Regions from separate parts of the Sus scrofa genome. Here region 2 is linked to region 1. The links are chromatin contacts, called in public HiChIP or PLAC-seq maps. All regions are on one chromosome and are shown on one strand. The core of a region is the stretch at or near the end of the contact, and the rest is flanking DNA. Distances in the headings are between cores, read along the strand shown. Region 1 holds the start of MGA (MAX gene-associated protein). Region 2 holds the start of TYRO3 (tyrosine-protein kinase receptor TYRO3).

Region 1 (6,586 bases), core at 2,063-4,562:
AAAAACCTAACTTATGACCAAAACAATCCCTATCTTGAGCCATACGTTGTTACTGATTTACAAACAAGGAATAAAATTTTACTTCACAACAATATTCAAGCACATATTTCACTGCACTATAAGCAATATGCCTATGCTTTTGGAATACTGAATTGGATTTTCCAAAGAAAGGATAATCAATTAAGAAAATTCAGCTGTTTCAGAGACACAAATACCACTCCAAAGTCTAAGATAACTTTAACAAATTGCAAAAATCAAATGTACCCTCAGAAGAGGTGAGCTACTCACAGAGCAATAAATCTTCCACCAAGATTCTAAATATACTATCAATGTGGCTCTCTACAAATACTAAAATTTTGATACATAGATAAAACTTAACACTCAAAAAGCTCTCAGTTCAGCTTTTCAAGATCAAGCATTCATCCACATAAGGTAACTATAATAATGACCCAAGGAAATAAGTTTAGTTGAGGGTAGAAAGATTCTGAAAATGTCAAAATCACAAGATGCAGGCGTTCACATACAAACAAATGCAAATTCACAGAGAAAGTTTTCAGGAAATGTGGTCAATTCCATAAGTAAACTGTTACAATTTCAGAGTCCCTATTCTGAATGTCTTTTCACCAATGACCTCTCTGGGAAATGTTTAACTACTAAAGCCATGACCCTCATACAACTTACACAATACACTGGTTAGTTTACTAGGTAGTTACCTAATTCAACGATTCAAGTACTAGACTAAAAAAAAAAGTACACCAAATTAAAATTCCAAATCAATACCATTACTTGAAAAACACAAAATATTCAAATGCTGGTCAACTTAAACTGAATGTTTCTCAAGTTGCTAAAAATAACCATAACTTTTCACATAACAAATGCACAGCTGTATGGTAGGCACAAAAATGTCAGTTTGTTCCTTAATATAATTTCACTACAATAGCATGGTTAAATTACATTTCTGAAACTTTTGTGAAATAGGTTCAGTCGAATTTCAGTACTCACCAATATACAACTGGCCCAGAAATTTGAAAAATCTTTTAAAAAGTATAGTCTGGATATTAAAATAATCAGAAAATATGCTAGTAAATGATAAAAAGACAGTAAAAATAGCCAAATATTGGTTTTTAATAGTCATTAAATTAAGTTAATAATTAAATGGTATTTGCTGTTTTATTAGGAAGCACTTACTTTGGACCAGACTATACCCTGGAAACTTTATCATCACCACAACTCCAAATTTGAAAGGTAGATTTCAAAATGTTACCCGAAATGCTTTAGGTTTTAAGGCACAGAGTTGCACCTACCTAAGATGATACACCCTCCACTCCTTTCTCTCCCCAAATACTACTCCTGGGAATGATCCCTTAACTGCAACTCGAGCAAGCTCTCAGGTCCCTAAGAGTTGTATATGGAGAATGTGAATAACTAACTTTTTATGGCAGAAATGGACAGCAATCAATAAGCCACTCTGCCTTGGACCAAGTATGGCAAGGTAACCTAGGAATTTCCTCAAATCCCAGCCATGTGTTTTCTGCATAGTACACCCAACCCACTCACCTCGTACAACAGCTGGAGACATAACCCTATGGCAGCAAAAAGCACTAGCGCTCACTTCCTACCCTTGGAGTGAAAAAGCCTCCGACCAGTCACGGAGAAGAACAGTCGTCCTCGACTATTGGGGCCCACATTACCGCTTTTCAACTGCAGAGGCCAGCTAGCCAAAAACCACGTGAAAAAATGCCGCAAGGAAAGCTCTTCCGGGGAAGAGCAGTCCCGACAGATCACGTGCCGCCGGCCGGAACCCGCGGATCGCTCGGCAGGATCCAGTCGCATTCTGTTACCGTGGAGACTACAGAACCAGCAACCCGGCCCTCTCAGGCCTGCCCCCTTTCCCAGGAGCCGCCACGCCACCTTCAGGCAGTTTCTCTGCAGCCTAGCCGCGGCGTCGTGCCCAAAGAAGCAGAGCAGGCAGTGTTTGTCAGCGACTCTGCTGCAAAAGCCCGAGGAACTTTACAACATACACAGGCAGCGCACGGGTGGGCTCGAGAGTTCTTTTGATCCACGTGTCTGCCTTGGCGACGCGAACCCTGGGAGAGTGGTCTTCCCTCAGAAGGAGAGTACTTTTGGTTATTTACGCTGCCATCAGTAACCGCTCCCCCCGCCCTTTTCAGACCTCCAGCACGCTCCCCGCTAATACCCTCGCCAAAAGGAGGCATCTCCAGAGTTCCGAAGATAAAGTAAAAACCTTCAGAGCAAGACACTATCACTTCCCATTATCAACCCAGTTTGAACTAATCCCTAACTTCTCCACACTCTTCGGACACAGATTCCTCAACTTTGGTTACTGATGCTTCCAAGAGATTTATGTCCCAGACCCATCTACCACTGAAAGAGGACTCCTACTTGATAATTTAACAGAAGCAGGAAGCCACACAGAACCAGCCAAAGGCTGCCCCACAGAGGTTTAAAGAAAATAACACCTGCTCTCCCCACCTGTTTTCCCCGCCCTCATTTCTGCACTTAAGAACCACCAGCCCTTTGTTTACCAAGTTCCCTCTCCTTTACAGCTCACTTCCTTGCCCTCCTTCTTTATTAAACTCGCGATCTCGCCTCAAACAACTTGCCCCAAAATTACATACTAAATGAGGGGTTTTGTACAGGTGTCAAAACGAAGCACACAGCTCCTTAGAAAAGCGAGGTCAGCACCGATTCCCTCGGAGTTTAGGAACCCCAAGACCTGAGCTCTCAAAGGTAAAGCACAGAAGCACAGCTCTCGAACTACAGCCCGGCGCGGGGCTGGAAGGCGTCACGCGGATCGTACCATGCGGTGCAGCACCCCACGCACGCGAGGGCAGGGCCGCGCCATGGGCGCTTCTCACCCCGCCCGCCTCGTGGCCGCTCTTGCTGGCGTCGATGTTCCCAGCTAGTTCGCTGCGCTACGCGGAAGTGAGGCCGGGGACGCGCGCGAGGTGACATGCGCAGCCTCGCTCAGAGGACCATAGGCGCGCGCCAAAGGCAGCCCCGCGCAAGGCCGGGCCTGGCCGCGGCGTGCGAAGATCGCTCAGCTGACCGCTTCTCACGCCGTAAAAACACTCAAGAGCTTCAAACTCTTGGAAAACTCCAATTGGGCCAGTACTAAGGAGACGCCCTCCACCCAGGCCCGAGAGTTACCGTGCGGGGCGTGGCCGGCCTCACCCGGAGTCCTTCACATCCCGCTGGGGGCGGGTTATTCTGTTCGGTTCGCACACCGTGTGTCCGCTCCAGCTGAAGAGTCTGCGCGCGCACCGGACGTCCACGTCATCGCGCACGCGCTCCTACCCGCTCGGAGCCCGCCGCGCAAGCGCAAAAGGAGGCGCGAGCAGCACCACCCTCGCCCCTCCCCCAACACCAGGAGGCCAAACGGCCCCGGAGCTGCGACAAGACCCTTGGGACCCGCCCCTGGAGCTGAAGCCGCTGCCTTTCCGGGAGTCAACAACCAAGAAAAGCCTACTGAAGCTTCCAGAATCAAGAGTGGCGAGGCAGGAGGGAGGCACCCCAATTCCCTCAGCGTCGCGCACGAAGCCTTCGTGAAAACTGTGAAACCTTTGCCCGCGGGGCTTTCTCAACTGAACCTTCCACCTTTTCAATTGGGCTTTTCGCCGGCCCCGCCCTGCCGCGCCCAGCCCCAGCCCCACCCAAGTGAGGTTCCGCAGCCCCCAAGGCTTTAGGAGCCCGTCAAATGAATCTGAGATCTTCCTCCTCCTCAAAAGTGCTGTGGGCTTAGAGAGCACCAGGACTTCGGGAATCGTTGAAGAAAAGACCCTGAGATAGAGTTTGCAACATCTACAACCAAAGAACACTAGTAAAGTAGGGAGGAGTCTGAAAACCTCAATGCCCAGTAGGAAGGGAAGAAGAGTTGCTACTAGCTTGCCTGATAAAAAGACGAAAGATGTCTTGATAGAAGGTTAAAACGTGGATATGAGAATTTTGCACGATAGAGTATTATCTGAGCTTTAATGCCCTGATCCTGCGTTTTCAATTTTTGTTTGTTCAAGATATTTAAGCTATGGGTTGCAAACAAAAATCTAACAAGTATATATTGAGTGTCAGACAGTTGCTAAGTTAACAGTATTTCTCCCAAGGAAATATCAAAGATTATCCTTCTTCTTTCCCACCCCTTACCAGCCATTCTTTCTTCTGTGCTAACACTCTAGTAAAAAGGGAGAGTTGTTTAAAGTGAGAGAAAAGAGGCAAAATAGAAGTAGGTAGTAAAAGAGCAGAAACTGTGGTCCAAGTCTCCAAACTATTTCCTTTCACTCTCTTAGAAGAACTGCCAAGTACTGAGAACCTGCTAGGTGGACTTAATGCAAAATACTGCGAAGGAGAATGAGGGGGTTACAAGAAAGGAGCCAATAAGAAGAGGCTTATCCCAGAATGATCTGAGCTGGACTCCAGGCGTATTAGGAATGGTCTTCTTTTTCTTCCTGAGAGGATATGCCACATCACCAGGTGAAAATGTGCTGGAGTTAGCATGGAATGGAAAACATGTAGGCTAAAGTTGACGGACTTCTGAAGTTGCTCTGAAACCCCCATTCAGGCACTGTCAACCACAACATTGGTGCAACAAATGAATAATACCTAAGTTCCAGGCAAAACTGAAAAGTAACAGTTTCTTTGACACCTTCCTCCTCTTCCCTGACCCCAAGAACCTCTTTCCTGGAAGCTGCCTTATCAGAATCTCCCACTTATTCAAGAATGCTATTCTCTCAAAGGTCTAAGGTTTCCTCATACAAAATTTCCATTTTCTGAAGCAGAAATAAAGTCTGACTTACCATTAAAGCATCTGATCATAAGGTAAATGACAACTGGTTAACAACCATGGCTGGTCGTAGTTGCATCCCAAAAAGGATAGTTTAACGCAAATGATATCTCAGTTGGGAAATCTGTGAGGACATCTTGAAGGTGAGGGAGAATGGAGTTTTTCTTTTCCTAGTTTCTCCTCACACCAGGCAAACAGATTATGAAATGCTAGGTACTTACTAAAAATTTTTTTTTCAAGAGTCAGCACTGGATCTCCTGATGGAAAAGGTAAACTACTCATATTTTTTCAAAATGGGGTCTGCCTAATCTATAAAGATCTAGAGATATACTCTCAAGAATCGAAACTGGGAGGTCCCTGGTAGCTTACTGGTTAAAGATCTGAACAGTTAAGGATCCAGCACTGTCATTGTGGCACAGGTTCAGTCACTGGCCCAGGAATTTGTGTGCCATGGGCACAGCCAAAAACAAACAACAACAAAAAAGAATCTGAGAACTTATAAATATTATTTTCATACAGATAATCCAAAAATAATAATACTGCCACACTATTTCAATGGTGTACTTTTTTCTCTTTTTTAGCCACCCCACAGCATGTGGAGTTCCTAGGCCAGGGATAAGATCCCTGCCACAGTTGTGACCTACACCAGAGCTGAGGCAATGCTGAATCCTTAACCCACTGTGACAGCCAGGGATGGAACCTATATCGCAGGACTCCAGAGATACTGCCAATCCATTGCACCACAGTAGGAACTCCTGGCCTACTTCTGACTTAACACAATGCTAGTATCAAGTAACCACTTTTTTGTTTCCTTTTTCAAGTAACCTCTGTGCATTCAACCTTTAATGCAAGGTTTCTCGGACTAGGATCCTAGGATATATTCTTGGATATATATAAAAGAACTTCTTCCTTTAAAAGGCATCCTTATATAAGCCAAGTTTTTAAAATGCCAAGCTGCCTAACTGCTAGACTTGATCCTCATAAGTTTCACTTTTTCTTTTGGAATTCTCTCATTCCAATTATCAGAGCTCACCTTGTTCATCCAAACTGATAAAAAAAAATTTCCCTTGGATTTCCCTGGTTGGACTTTCAAAGAGATTTTACTCTTTGTAAAAGAGTAAAAACAGAAAATGCATGTAATATAAACAATCTGGCCTTAGTTTTGATCCAAGACTGCTCTATAAACACAAAAGCCCTATCTCAATTACATGTACATTTTTCCTATTCAACAAATACTTGAGTGCCCTGCATATGCTGAGGATAGAAGACAGGCAGCTCCATGGAAAATGGCCAGTAGGCACATGAAACAATGCTCAACATCATTAATTATTAGAGAAATGCAAATCAAAGCTACGATGAGGTAACTTACACTGGTAAGAATCACCATCATTAATAAGTCTACAAATAACAAATGCTGGAGAGGGTTCAGAGAAAAGGGAACCCTCCTCCACTGCTAGTGGGAAAGTAAATTGGTACAACCACTATGGAAAATAGTATGGTGATTCTTTAGAAAGCTAAATACATAATGATCTAGCAATCCCACTCCTGGGCATATACCTGGACAAAACTATAATTCAAAAAGATATAGGCACCCGTATGTTCACTGCAGCACAATTCACAATAGCCAAGATGTGAAAACAACCTACATGTCCATCAAAAGATGAATGGACTAAAAAGATGTGATACATATATACAATGGAATACTAGTCAGGCATAAAAAAGAATGAAAGAATGTCATTCACAGCAAAATGAATGTGACAAGAGATTATCATACTAAGTGAAATCAGA
Region 2 (6,586 bases), core at 1,280-3,779, 130 kb after region 1:
CCCCTGGGACACTGTCAGCTTCACAGGGGCTCCCATGAGCTTCAGGCCTGAGAAGTGGGAAGGAGAATGTGTCATTCTGCTTGGGAGGGACCCCATTTCTGGAAAAATTCCCCATCTTCTTCCGGAACTTAAGTTCTGTGTCAGAAGGGCTCATTCTCAACCAATGGCCAAGGAAGCAGAGGCAGGACAGTGTAGGAGGGAAGGTGGCCTGGACCTGGGCTGAGGAAAAGAGCATGGCAAGCTCTCCTGGCACCATTTTGCCAAGGCCAAGTTCCTCCCAGCCATAAGGAAGTGACCTCTTCCCCATACCTCCCTGCTGGGCGATGTTAAGTTCAGGCCCAACCAAGAAAAGGAAAATAAGCCAGGTTGCAACAGTGGGACGCTCTCATACACCTGGGGCAGATACTGTACCCAGTCAGTGCAAGAGGCAGCCAGCTTTCCCCCGAGGGGGTGAGCCCAGACCCTGCACTGCTGCTGGCATCCCCCTGAACCCCACCTCTCAAGTGTAAGGAGGCTGAGGAAGGGAAGGAGGGGGTGCTCCCCTGAAGCAGAGAACATATGGCTGCAGAACCACGTCAGATCAAACACATGGCAGCCTTCCTGGCAGCCATCCGCTCTATTAATACCTGAATGTGTGCAGGGGTGGGTGCTAGGAAGGTAGGAGGCAGAAGGGAGGGGAGGGGCCCTGAAGAGGGAGCCCAAGACCCCTGAGCTACTGTCACACCAACAGAAGGCCACCCTTTGAACACACACACATACACACACACACACACACACACACACCCTCCTGGTTTCCTAGCATGTTTTTAAGTGGAGAGGGGCAGGTGAACTATTCACAGAGCTGAAATCCAATTTTGCTTCTTCTTCCCGTCCTTGGCTGTGTGAAACTAAGCAAATTCCTGGACTCTCTGATTCTGAGATACACACCTTTCCACTTGGAAATAGTCACAGTTGCCTACCCTTTCCTACCCTGAGGTGCTGATAAGGCAGGGGGTGCTGTCTGTAAAAAAGGTGCTTGTTCTGTGGCTGCTGGTCTGGCCTGTCTCTTCCATACCCCCTTCATCCTCTCAGAACCAGGCACAGGGCAAGGAGGGGTAGCCTCACAGCCGATACCCGCCCAGCAGTCCCAGGGGTGTGTAATGTGAACTTGGGGATCCCGGGTGCTACAAGAAGCACTTCCTGCCACTGGCAAATGCCTCAGTGGCTATGTGGGAAGCAAGGCTAAGCAAAGACCAGTGCAGCCACTCCAACATGCTTGGTTTCAGGAAGCTCGGAGTGAGCACAGGGACTAGAGTATGCCCAGGTGTTTTCTGTGACTAGGTAATCTCACAGCCCCTGTACCGACATGATGTAAGGGTGCCTGTGGTGCTCAGCCCCAGCCCCTGTGGCTTCAGAGTGAGACCTTCGTGTGTGGGGCAGGCAGAATGGAGTCCCCAGTCCCGGGAGGGAAAAGCAAACAACTAGGAACATCGAGGCGGGAAAATCCTGTCCCAAACACCCCCCGCTGACCACTCAGCGCTCTGCCCTACTCCTCTCCCTTCCACCCCGACAGAAGAGCCCCGGACGCGAGAAAGTTGGGGGCGGGGGCCCCGACCACAGATCCAGGTGCGAACACCCGGCTGCGCCCCCTCCCCCCAGTGCCCGAGCCTCGGCCTTCCAGCTTGGGTCCCCCAGCCCAAATCTCCGGCCCGCCCAGGCCCGGGGTTCGCCCGGCTGCTGTCCCCGGGCTCCGACCCCAGCCGCGCCCCTCCGCAGACCCCGCTTTCCGCCGTCCCCCCGAGCCAGCCCCTACCTGCGGCCGCGGACTCCGGGAGCAGCAGCGCGGCCAGACCCGCCAGCAGCAGCAGCAGCAGCAGCGGCGGCGACGGCGGCGGCAGCGGCAGCGGCAGGAGCCCCGACCGCCCCATGCTCCGCCTCAGCGCCATCGGCGGCGACGCCGCACCATGCCGGGCCCGGCCCGCGAGCGACGAGGGAGGAGGGAGGAGAGGAGGAGCGGCGAGGTGGGGGAGGGCAGCGGGAGGGCGGGGGGCGGCGCTGGGGCCGCGCTCCGAGACCCGCGCCCGCTGCGAGTCGCCGCGGCGGCCGTCAGCCGCACAGGGTCCCCGGGGCCGCTCCTGGGCCACCGCGCTCCTTCCACAGCCGTCGCCGCCGTCGCCGCCGCCGCCGCCGCTGATTCATGTTCTCGGAGCCGCCGCCTCCTCCCCGGCCCGCCCGCCCGCAGCCCGAGCTCGTACCGCCCCCCCGCGGAGCCCCGGGCGGCTCGCTCCGAGCGCCAAACCCGCGGCTGCCAGCACGGTCTCCAGCCGACCTCCACCCACAGACCTCCGCAGACCCGGCTGGCACCCCCTGGCCCAGCTACCCCAATGCCGAATCCGAGGATCTGGTTCGGTCCTCTGGATGGGCACCCCAGCCACGCCCCTCCTTCCCCTAAATACACTCCAGCATCTTCTCAAACCCAACACACTGATCCTTCCTTCGAAATTTTGCTAGAAGCCTCTACCGCGCACCCCAACTTTTCTCCACACTCTGATGCCAGAACCCAGCATCCTCTTCTCAGGACAGAAAGTACCTCAATCCCCTGAATACTCCCAACCATCGGGCCTCCTGAAATTGTCGCGACTCAGTGCTCCCCCCACTGGATCTACTAGGACACTTTCATGCCTCTTTGATGAGCCTTTCACCTATATTCCCCCTATGCATACTCCATTTCCCACCCCTTTATCTCCATGACTTCGGGCCTTCCGTCTTGAGTTTTCCAAGATCTTGGTAATTCTCAGGTTTTATCTGCAATCCCCACGGCTACAGTACATAAGTCAAAGCCCAGTGGCCTGTTTCTTTGGGGCGCTCATTCTTCCTAGTTGCTTCCTCTGCTTCTAGCCTCCATCTCTCAGGATGTGGTGTGAAAGTTGGGTATGCCCTCACAATATCCAGGAAAAATACTAGCTATTATTGGTTGTCCACCTTGCACACAGTAGGCACTCCATAAGTAAACAGACAGATGCCTTGTTAAATGAATGAATAATTGCCTCAGAGCTTGGCCTGCCCCACAGCGAGTAATCAAGGGGGTGGCTGTGCCCACAGACATCCTGTCAGGCAGATACAGAACTGGTTCCAAATCCAGCCTACCAAATGTTCCCCTCCTCTTGCCCTTGCCTCTACTGGTCCCCTGGCGCCTACTCCAGAAGGCTGTTCCCAGAAGTCTTGAGTGGGGAGGAGAGACAAGCCACCCAGCATCCCCCACCGCCACACTTCCATTTCTCTGCAGCCTCATTGGATCTTTCCAGGGATTCTCCTTCTGAGCAGCAAGGGCCTGCCTATTCCTCCTCTTGGCCAGCATCAGTGCTTGTTTATTAATTATACTAATGATAACAACAACAGCAGTGCTGGCAGCAGCCTTGGACCCAGCTGGGGGCGCCCCCTGGTGGCAGCACAGGGAGAAGGGCTGTCAGAACTGGATGGCCGGGGCCTGGGTGTCTTCCTTTAGCAATTTTCTTGGGCACTGTGGGTTGGCTTCAGGACTCTTTCCCAAAGGAAAAGTCTTGCTCCGTTCCAGAATCCACAGCTTCTGAGCTTAGGCTTGGTTGGATCAGGGCAGGCAGACAACAATCTGGGGCTGAAGCCAGATTCACTGGGGCCCCAGCTACTGCGGCAGTTTGGCTGCTGCAGCCCTGCACTTGAGCCCTCCACACTTCTCAAGGTCCTCCCCCACCCCCCACCTCTCCTCTCTGGAGGGGACTTCAAGTTTCTAGGGAAAGGAAACTGTTGACTCTGGCTGATACTGAAAAGACCTCTCCCAGAGGATGTCGAACCTAGAGCCCAAACCCCTGCCTTTCACTTCCTTTTCTTCCCTCATCTCCACAGCCCCACCCCTCATCATTTCCTGAACTCTGATGAGAATCCCAGGCCAAGGACCATCCTTTGCCATTAAGCAAAATGGGCTTCTGGCACATGTCATGGATACCTCTGCATTCTCCACTCACAGAGTTGACAAACTTCCTACCTCAGCTGCAGGCCTGAGGCACATCACTGTCACCCTGGGGCAGCACACTGACCATGTGGGGCCTGGAGCCCTGACTGCCTGCCTCCTCAATCCCTGCTACTGAATGCATCTCAATTCTTAGCATTTCTACTTGCAGGGTAGGGAGAACTGAGGCTTCCTGGTCTTCTGACTTTCCAGCTCCTACATAGAGTGCTTGCCTTCCCAAGCCCTCACAACCCACTCTTCTTACCCATCTCCCCCATCTTTCTCTCTCTCCGGGAATATACTTTAAGGGTATGTGAGCAGGTGTGATTTTGTGGAAGAGGTGTGTAGGTGGGTGAGAGGGTGTGCATTGTGATGTATGAGGGAGGGTGTGCATTTGTGCAAACTCTAAATGTGACTGGCGCTTTGTGGGTGGATGGGGAGAAGATATGTGTGTGTGTGTGTGTGTGTGTGTGTGTGTGTGTGTGTGTGTGTGTGTGACTGGAGGAGGTTGGCTGCCTGTGCAAATACATGCCTGCAAAAATCTCCCTTCCTTTGGTAAATGCATTGCTTGGAAGGAAACTAATCAAATCTACAGGAAATGTATTTGACCTAATGCATGAGCAGCTGTCCCAGGAATTCCTGTCCTCAGAACAGAACCAGAGCCAGCTATGATCTCTCCCAGGGGAGAGGAAGGGCCAAGAGCAGCCCCTTATTATGGGTGGAGATAGCTTGGGCTTTGGCATCATCATGTGAAATACATATCTGCCCAATCTCTGCCTTTTATAATCCACAACTGTCCTAGGAGGCCAGGTATATAGAGAAGACAAGGATAGGAGTTCCTGCTGTGGTGCAATGGGATCGGCAGCATCCTGGGAGCACTGGGACTCAGATTCGATATCCGGCCCAGCACAGCGGGTTAAGGATCTGGAGTTGCCCCAGTTGTATCTTAGGTCAAAACTGCTGTTTGGATTTGATCGCTGGCCTGGAAACTCCACATGCCTAGGGGCAGCCAAAAAAGAAAAAGAGAGAAGACAAAGACAAAATAGGAAAGAAAACCCACCTGCCCATGGCAGCAGAACTTCTCAATGGCAACTTCTAGCAGTCTTAGGAAATAGCTTGCTTCAGCTTTCTTAGAGTTAGGACTCCTCTTTCTGTCCCCATCTCAGGGAGTGGTGGGGGACCAAGGTAATTCATGGGGTCACAGCAGTCTTGCTGGCCCTGTGACCAAGACTATATTCTTTCCCAGCTACTGGTTAAAGAGGTAAGAGTTGGGAAGTTCCATGTAAGGAATGGGGCAGGCTGCAGGCCGTGTTCCTCATCACCTTAGAGAAGGCAGGGAGTCCACAGCTTTGGGGTTAGGGGAAAACTACCTTACAGATATGATGTCAGGGGCACTGGGGCCAGTTGTTGTACCTGCCAAACACTTCTTGCCTGAACTTCCTACACCAGAAACAATGCCACTCCTTATCCAGTTGAGGATGAAGCAGAAAGTAAATTCCTAGAAGGGACCACACTCTGAAAAAGGGACTTTCAAATGATCAGGTTTTTCTCCAAAAGCAGATTTAAAAAGTAGGAAGAGAGCAGTAAGGTTGGGGTTTCTCAAACAGCAGATGGGTCCAAATGTGCAGGAGAAAAATAATTGTCCTCTTCAAAACTGCACCTCGGGATGGCCCTGAAAGGAAGTTTCATATGCGAGATAGTGTGTGTGAATGCCATGTATCTGGCTGGCTGTACTTCTATTTTTTTTGTTTTGTTTTGTTTTTTGTTTCTTTTGTCTTTGTATTTTTAGGGCTGCACCCACAGGCACATGGAGGTTCCCAGGCTAGGGATCAAATTGGAGCTGTAGTTGCCAGCCTACGCCACAGCCACAGCAACACAGGATCCGAGACACGTCTGCTACCTACACCACAGCTCAAGGCAATGCTGGATCCTTAACCGACTGGGCGAGGCCAGGGATTGAACCTGAGTCCTCATGGATACTAGTCAGGTTCATTAACCACTGAGCCATGACGGGAACTCCCCCTGTATTTCTGTCTTTGACCTGCTGTTTTTTTGGTGTGTTGGAAGGGGTGGCCTGCACCTGTGGCACATGGTAGTTCCTGGGCCAGGGATCAAACTTGAGGCACAGCAGTAACCTGAGCTGCTTCACTGACAATGTTGCATCCTTAACCCACTGTGCCACAAGGGAACTCCTATAGACCTGTTTTATTTCATTTTATTTTGCTTTTAAGGGCCACATCCACAGTGTATGGAAGTTCCCAGGCTAAGAGTTGAATCGGACCTTCAGCTGCTGACCTACACCACAACTCATGGCAATGCTGGATCTCCGACCCACTGAGCAAGCCAGGGATTGAGCCTGCATCCTCGTGGATACTAGTCCAAATAGTTTCTGCTGTGCCACAACAGGAACTCCGTGGACCTGGTTTGTTTTGTTTTGTTTTGTTTTGTTTCTCTTTTTGCCATTTCTTGGGCTGCTGCTGCTGCGGCATATGGAGTTTCCCAGGCTAGAGGTCGAATCGGAGCTATAGCCACCGGCCTACACCAGAGCCACAGCAACCCCAGATCCCAGCCGCATCTGCAACCTACACCACAACTCACGGCAATGCCAGATCCTTAACCCAC

Evidence for each region. HiChIP or PLAC-seq counts read pairs in DNA pulled down with a chosen protein or histone mark.
Region 2: an H3K27ac HiChIP or PLAC-seq map of alveolar macrophages shows a contact between it and region 1. The contact joins the promoter of TYRO3 here to the promoter of MGA in region 1. A contact is called at or near these places in 3 of 5 promoter capture datasets (fetal liver, fetal skeletal muscle and liver), 5 of 47 Hi-C or Micro-C datasets (embryonic fibroblasts, fetal heart ventricle, heart right ventricle and 2 more) and 2 of 2 datasets of contacts at active chromatin or transcription factors (alveolar macrophages and skeletal muscle).

The regions. Positions count from the first base shown.
Region 1 is chr1:129,694,122-129,700,707 of Sscrofa11.1, forward strand. MGA (MAX gene-associated protein) reads right to left here and starts at 3,313. Exons shown (of 25, transcript XM_021097378.1): 1 at 3,172-3,313. It also overlaps the pseudogene LOC110259510.
Region 2 is chr1:129,826,866-129,833,451 of Sscrofa11.1, forward strand. It overlaps TYRO3 (tyrosine-protein kinase receptor TYRO3), which reads right to left and starts at 2,530. Exons shown (of 19, transcript XM_021097401.1): 1 at 2,508-2,530; 2 at 1-47. The coding sequence starts at 36.